Linked DNA regions of Danio rerio: region 1 is linked to region 2. A link is a contact called in public Micro-C data. All regions are on one chromosome and are shown on one strand. The core of a region is the stretch at or near the end of the contact, and the rest is flanking DNA. Distances in the headings are between cores, read along the strand shown. Region 1 overlaps kcnn3 (potassium intermediate/small conductance calcium-activated channel, subfamily N, member 3). Region 2 has its middle 30 kb from the start of adar.

Region 1 (3,569 bases), core at 308-2,807, 160 kb after region 2:
ATAAAACCACTGATATTATGGTAAAGATTACAATCACAATTGTGATTTGTCTCCTCCCTTTTTTGGCTAATCTGAAAAATGGTCTGATCCGTGACTAAAAAAAAAACATAATGTGATCCGAACAGTGAGAGTTGTGATTTGTTTCACCACTACCAGCCTTCATTTCCCCTCTTTATTAATGTCCAAATTACTTTATAAAGTCATGCATATGTTTGTCTGAATGTATATTTTAAGTTGTTTCCAAGTGACAAAATGCAAGATCACCCCAGGCTGTGTCCTGTGCATATAATTTATTATGGATTGAAATTACAGATACCATTATCATTGTTAAATCTATTTAAACAAACATCTGTATATGAAAATATGCTGGTTACCATAAAACCTAAAAACTACCCATTAATAACATACACAGCTCTGCACGACAGGAAGATTACCTCCTTCTAAACATGAGTGAAATTAAGTTGCCGTTTGCTAACGGTAATCAAACAAACAAACACAAATTATGTATAAAAAGTAAAAAAATAAAATAGCACACACAACCAAACTAAACCATTTTGCTGTTGCCTAAAAGCTGGGGTTCTGTGTAAAGACACCTGTTAGCCTTTATATTTACATCCAAACTCACAGCAGACTACATGCCAGGATTGCTCCAATTGTAGAAAATAAAAAGCACCATTGTTAGCCTGTTTATTATCGATTTACAAAAAGGAGTGCAGGGAGAGTGGAGTCCGTATATTGCTTAAAGGCAGGCACATATAAATAATTAGCTAGTTACATAAAAACGGTCACAAGAATCAAATGGGCCAATTATGGGCAAAAATGTTCAATATTTTCAGATCTTTAAGGTGATATAATAATTTTGATCACCAGTATAGCTGGTTACCAGGGGCAGATTTACCCAATAAGTGAGGTAAACGGTTGCTTAGGGTCCCAGGAAATCTGGGGGCCCCAAATAAATACCTGGAGATAATAATACCCATCTAATATAACGTTGTTTTTTTTTAAGGAAACAAATATTTTAAAATGTAGAGATTGCAATAACATAAAACACAGAAAAGAAGAGAGAAAAAACAGCAATATAAGTAAACAGAAAATAAATAAAAGTACAAAGGCTGAAATTTAAGATTGCTTGGACCCTTGGTTGGAATTGCTTAGGGCCCTTAAATCAATAAATCCACCCCTGCTGGCTACAGCATGCTTACCACCAAAGTTTTTCATTTATCTATCCTTCTCTCTCTACACAGATGCAGAGCGTCATGTATGAACTGATGTCAGAGCTGAACGACCGAAGTGAGGATCTGGAGAGGCAGATGTTGAGTCTGGAGCAGCGGGTGGAGCGTTTGACGGCCGGCTTTAATGCTCTGCCCGCTCACTTGTCGGCCACGCTCAGCTCCCAGCATGCGGCGCTCGTTCAACTGCTGCGTGAGCGTGATGCCAAGGTTCTGAGCCCCACTGTGCCCTCCGCGCTCTCACCCACTGCTGCCAGCCTGCCTCTAGCCAACCCCCCCTCCGGCTCAGGCTCCATCCCCTCAACTCAGCCCGCAGAGGACAGTCCCAACACCAGCAGCTCCAGTTGTTGAGAGTGCCGGTGCAGGATGTTCCCTCCTGGGCTGCAAGACGGACAATTAGCGAAAGCAGAGAAATAACATAAACATTCACACGCATACGATGCACTGTAACTATGAGCATTGCGCAGCTTGAGTATCTCACAGAGATGGAGGAGATGCTAACATTTGCACAAAACCTCTATGATGACAAAACTGCCATATTTCCTATAGTCCACAAGACGGACGTCCTCTACTGTTACCATGAATGTATTGATTTTAGAAGACTAACTAACTCAGACATGTTAACATGCATGGACTCTTACTTACACTTTCTCTGACTCCGTCTTTGCTACCAAAGTGCTCTCTGTCTATAGTTGACTGGAATGGTGTGTGTTGTAAACCTAGGAGAGGAGGGTGGGAGTGGTTATAGAGAGTATAAATAATCAGCAGCTGAGAATGTTATGATCTGGAGATCTGGACAGCACCTTTTTTACAGTCTGCAAGAGACTAACAGCCATTTGAAAGAAGCATTATTTGGAGGAGCGACGCTGAAGCCAGTCGATAAATTATAAAAACCACCCCATCAAGGTGGAACAGCTGCTCACACTGAAATAACTGTAGAATGAGTGATTATAGTCATTTTCTTAGTGGAATTGCTTCTGTTATAATGGCGTTGAAATAAGAGACTATTTTACTTCTGACCCCATTTTGAAGGAGAGACCATTTTGAAAACTGACTAATAGTGACATCCTGTGGCCGGAATACTGAGTTACATCCTCTTGGAATATTGTACAGTATGCTATTACTGAAAACTTAGCTTTGTATCGCTCAGTTTTTTACCATTAATAATTACTAACGCAGTTATAGCTCATATTTATTATAAGATTATAAGATAGCATTCTTCTCATTCGTCATTGGAAATTATGATTGCTGTATAAATAATGATTTTATTGATATTAATTATAGATAAGGGAGGTGCCGTTTGAGGTTGAAATTATTTTGTAATTTTATTTTACCAGAGAGAATTAATAAAGTATATATCTATAAATGACTGTCTGTGTGTGTGTATCATTGTGTGAATGACAAGACCATTTTTGTTTGCCTCTTAAATTTGCAGCCCTAAATTCGTTTTCATTCATTCATTCATTCATTTTCTTGTCGGCTTAGTCCCTTTATTAATCGCTACAATGGAATGAACCGCCAACTTATCCAGCAGCTTTTTACGCAGCGGATGCCCTTCTAGCTGCAACCCATCTCTGGGAACCATCCACACACACATTTACACACACTCATACACTACGGACAATTTAGCCTACCCAATTCACCACCACATGTCATTGGACTGTGGGGGAAACCGGAGCACCTGGAGGAAACCCACGCAAAGGCAGGGAGAACATGCAAACTCCACACAGAAACGCCAACTGAGCCGAGGTTCAAACCAGCGACCCACTGACCTTCTTGCTGTGAGGCGACAGCACTACCTACTGCGCCACTGCCTCGCCTAAATTCGTTTTAGTTTAATTTATTAATGTTGTTATTAAATGAGTTCCTGACTCTCAGTGGTCATTAAAATTCTGATGGCACTTCGCTTAAAGAGTAGAGATGTAACACCGGTGTCCTGGCCAAATTCCCTTACCCATCCACCGAATTGGCTCTCTCAGTCTCTCCGTTCCATCTATAGCTGGTGTGTGGTGAGTGCACTGGGGAAATTGTCCTGTGGCTGCCATCGTATCATCCAAGTGGATGCTGCACACTGGTGGTGGAGTGGAGACCACTTCTTATGATTGTGAAGCTCCTTGGGTGTATGGCCATACACGATAAATGCGCTTTATAAATACACGTTACTATTTACTTAGCTACTAGTTTAATGTTTATTTTCATGTTGCATTATATTGTCTTCCCTTGTGAAAATTAACCATGATTTTATTAGCGGTAAAGTTTAGTAACCATGATTGTTTGCCAGACTGATTAGGCCTACTGGGCCCAAGCTTTTTTTCACTACAACGACAAAGGCTGATGTAA
Region 2 (3,539 bases), core at 815-3,314:
ACACAAAAGCTAGCCAAATATATTCTAATGTAAGTGTAGTTGGGAGGTTAAAATTTGCGTACACAAGATTCATGCATGATTTCAAAACTCTAACCACTTCATTCCATTACCGCTGGATGGCGACTTTTCACCGTCTCGTGTAGTTCACAGACGACAGATTTGAGAGTGATCAAACGCCTGGACGAGATGCTATAAAAGAGAACATTACGGTATGAAATTATTCATTTTCCCCTTAGTAATTTCACTGGCAAGCCCGCTGATTCGGTATTTTTATAGGTTGGGTAATGAGTAGAGTAAAATAAGCCTACCACCAGCTGCAGAGGTGAAGTTTATTGCTAAATTCTCACTTCATTAAAAAGCATGTGGAGTTGCGATATTAACCTACGTTAAATAAGCAGACTGACAACTGTCACCTTCACGTCAAGAGTTCGAACACCGTATTTTTGTCTTGTGGCGCTTGCTGTGTCGGCATTCAACCAAAAGGTCATTATCTGGTCTAACCAGGGTTGAAGGTTTTGGCAGCTAGCCCAGAGGCCAGAAAAATAGCTCTGATATCAAACCCCAAAATACAGTGCTCAGCATATGTAACTACACCCCTTACAAATCCATCTTTTCAATACATATTTTATTACATATTTTTTTACAAGCTATACAATATATTTGTGCATATACGTTAGATTAGTCACACTGAAGCCAAATCTGGAGCTTATTTAAAAAAAAAAAAACGTATAATTGTCTAAAAACTACACCAACATTTATGTTATAGAAAATTATTCAATACAATAAAAAGGCAAAATCAAGAGAAGCAAAAAATAAATAAAATTTTAATTTAGTTGAAATGTTGTAGGTGTTTATTTATTTTTGCAATATTTTGCTTGAATTTAATTGTATTATGTTCCAGTTTCTAAATATGTTTGGTGACTAAACTATTATTTTAATAAATATATCTGTTTTATCTGTTTTGTTGAAATGCACCAAAATGCATTGCCCATACTAAGAAATGATTCAAAATATTCATTTTCAAAATGAGGTTTACTCAATTATGCTGAGGACTGTATATGATGTATCAAGGGCATTCATTATAACCAGCTTTATAGCTTTATATTTGGAAGTATAAAGATTGTGTATGGATGTATCTGTTTTGTTTCCTCATCCTAGCATTTTTCTTTTTTTATCATTGGTTGATGAGAAATTTGTTAGAGTTAAATATGTGTACGTAACCATATAAATATAATTAATACAATATGTCAAAACTTTTAACATGTATCGCAAGTGTTCAAAGTAGTGCGAGACTCCATAGACTTGGCAATCCTCTGTCTAACCACCTGTTCTTCCACCCAAGTTCAAAGTATGGGCTGTCTAAAGTATTGTCTATAATTTTGTAATAATAGTATTGTTCCATAAATAATCCATACATGATCCAAACATGTACTTTTTTTGTGCTTTAGTTTTTATCATAAAAATAAAATACTTGGCATTTAATTTACTATCACAAGCATCTGTGGCCAAATTTATTTTAATTTTAAAATGTACAATTTATTAATTGTTCCACCAGATTATTTTCTCTTTGTCTCTTAATAAAATTGCCTTTTAATATTTATTGATTCAATAGCTGTAAGGCAAACAAGGCTCCTGGTTGTCCATGTCAGTCAGTTCACACATATTTCAATGGAAATATTAAACAAGCACATGGCTTGTATATATAAAATATTAGTCTGAACTATATGCCAAGTAAATGCGATGATTGATGCCCTAGAAGAATGAGTAAGAGGAGGGAATGGGGGATGTACTGTAGTAGGGGTAGCAGAAAAGGCCTCGGGAGAAGAAAAAAAATGGAGGGAAACACTGAACTATAAAGCTAACTGTCACTAGTTAATGAATATACTAAGTAAAGAACACTAAACAGTAGTAGCATGTGTTGCTCCCAGTGCTCGTGGAATCTTAGTGATGCATGGTAACAGCTGACACTGTTTTGAGCCCTGAAACGAAACATTTAAGACTGTGGACACATTATAACTCATGCTTTCACCCTCCCATGAAAAGCGCACACGGTCTCTCCAGCAGCTGACTCAGTAGAATCAAAGTTGTTCTGCAGGCCTAGACTAGAATGACAAATGCACTAATGTAATGTGAAATGTGTGTGTCTGTTAGATGTGTGTGTGTGAGAGAGAGAGAGAGAGAGAGAGAGTGAGATCAAGCTCTAGAGGGCTTTCCCTTCTAACTTCCACCTACACAACAACTGTCGCGGCACAAGTGTTATTACTGTATTTAGAATTCTGTGCATATCTGTGCCTTGCATAATGAGGTTATAATGTGCTGCTATGCATGGTGAATGCCAGATCTATGGAGCTTCTTTCATAAATTATCCAATTTTTTATAGGAATGCTTGTAGCCGTACCTTTAAAGGCTATTACTTGTATGCTTTAAAGAAAGATTGAACAGTAACACTTTTTATAAGCCTTACATAGGCACACAAAAATAAAAATGCATCCAGTTTTTGGTAAACTTGTATTAAAATTGGTTATATTCTTTGTCTTTCAAACATTTTTACACTGTAAAACCCAACTGTCAACTGTAAATGAAATGAGTGTAGTTAACTCAAAATTGACAGTTAATTCTACTCATTTGAAAAGAGTTTTGATCCCAGTGATGAAGGTAATGAGTCAATCAAATACCCCATTACTTCAGCTTAAATAGAGCAAGTTCACAGTACTCATATAAATTAGTTGTTACAACTCAAATGGTTTGTAACAATCAGTTTTCTTCAAGCGGTTTCAGTTACCTTATTGAGTTTGACAGTTCTCGGTTTGAGTTCTCTACATTTATTTGGTTTTACTGTGTTAAAATTGCTTCTTTTACTTGAATGTATTAAGTTCACAGTACCCATTAAGATTAGTTTTTGAACTTAAATGGTTTGTTGCAATCGGTTTCCTCAAATGGTGTGAGTTACCTTAACTTATTGGGTTATATAGTGTACTGATTCACAGAAGACGCCCATTAAATCGTATTATTCATTTATTAATCAATTGTCCTTCAGCTTAGTCCCGGATTGATCAGGGGTAGCCACAATGAAATGAATCGCCAACTACTCTGCCATGTTTTTATGCAGTGGATGGCCGCAACCCAGTGCTGGGAAATATTAGCGTAATATAGAAAATAATGCTCAAACTTGGTTTATAATGCATGTTTAAATTGGTTGTTGTGTTGTCCTTTTCGCAACAAGATTCTAGTAACACGCAGTTTGACTGTCTGCACCAAAAGCGACACAACATGACAAGAAACCTTTAAATAGCAGCCACTGCTTGCACAATGAAATGGTAAAGGATTTTTAATTGAACTGATTCATATTAAACCTCTTTAACATTATTAAAAGGCCACTGAGTGACTGTTGCTGTTGGATTGCACTGAATCGCAATTCTGACCTGAATTTTCAAACCTTCAGCTATTTTTTTTATTTTCAAGATCTGACATGAATGATCTGCTGCTGCTTTCAGTAGTATGGCAATCACAGAAAATGGTATTAAAACTCACATTGGGAA

Evidence for each region. Hi-C and Micro-C count contacts between places; a contact is called where the count stands out from the background.
Region 1: a Micro-C map of caudal fin shows a contact between it and region 2, with 18 times the contacts expected there. The contact joins two enhancer-like sites. A contact is called at or near these places in 3 of 18 Hi-C or Micro-C datasets (caudal fin, hematopoietic stem cells and an unstated tissue) and 1 of 4 datasets of contacts at active chromatin or transcription factors (caudal fin).

Annotation. Positions count from the first base shown.
Region 1 is chr16:25,009,189-25,012,757 of GRCz12tu, forward strand. It overlaps kcnn3 (potassium intermediate/small conductance calcium-activated channel, subfamily N, member 3), which reads left to right. Exons shown (of 9, transcript XM_009292295.5): 9 at 1,245-2,598. The coding sequence ends at 1,580. Among named protein-coding and RNA genes, the nearest start is that of rps27.2, 79 kb to the right of the region's middle. Within about 2 kb of position 1,558, at least 4 of the 62 cell types and tissues checked have an H3K27ac peak or open chromatin away from gene starts, as enhancers often do.
Region 2 is chr16:24,851,732-24,855,270 of GRCz12tu, forward strand. No RefSeq gene overlaps it. Among named protein-coding and RNA genes, the nearest start is that of adar, 30 kb to the left of the region's middle. Within about 2 kb of position 2,065, at least 12 of the 62 cell types and tissues checked have an H3K27ac peak or open chromatin away from gene starts, as enhancers often do.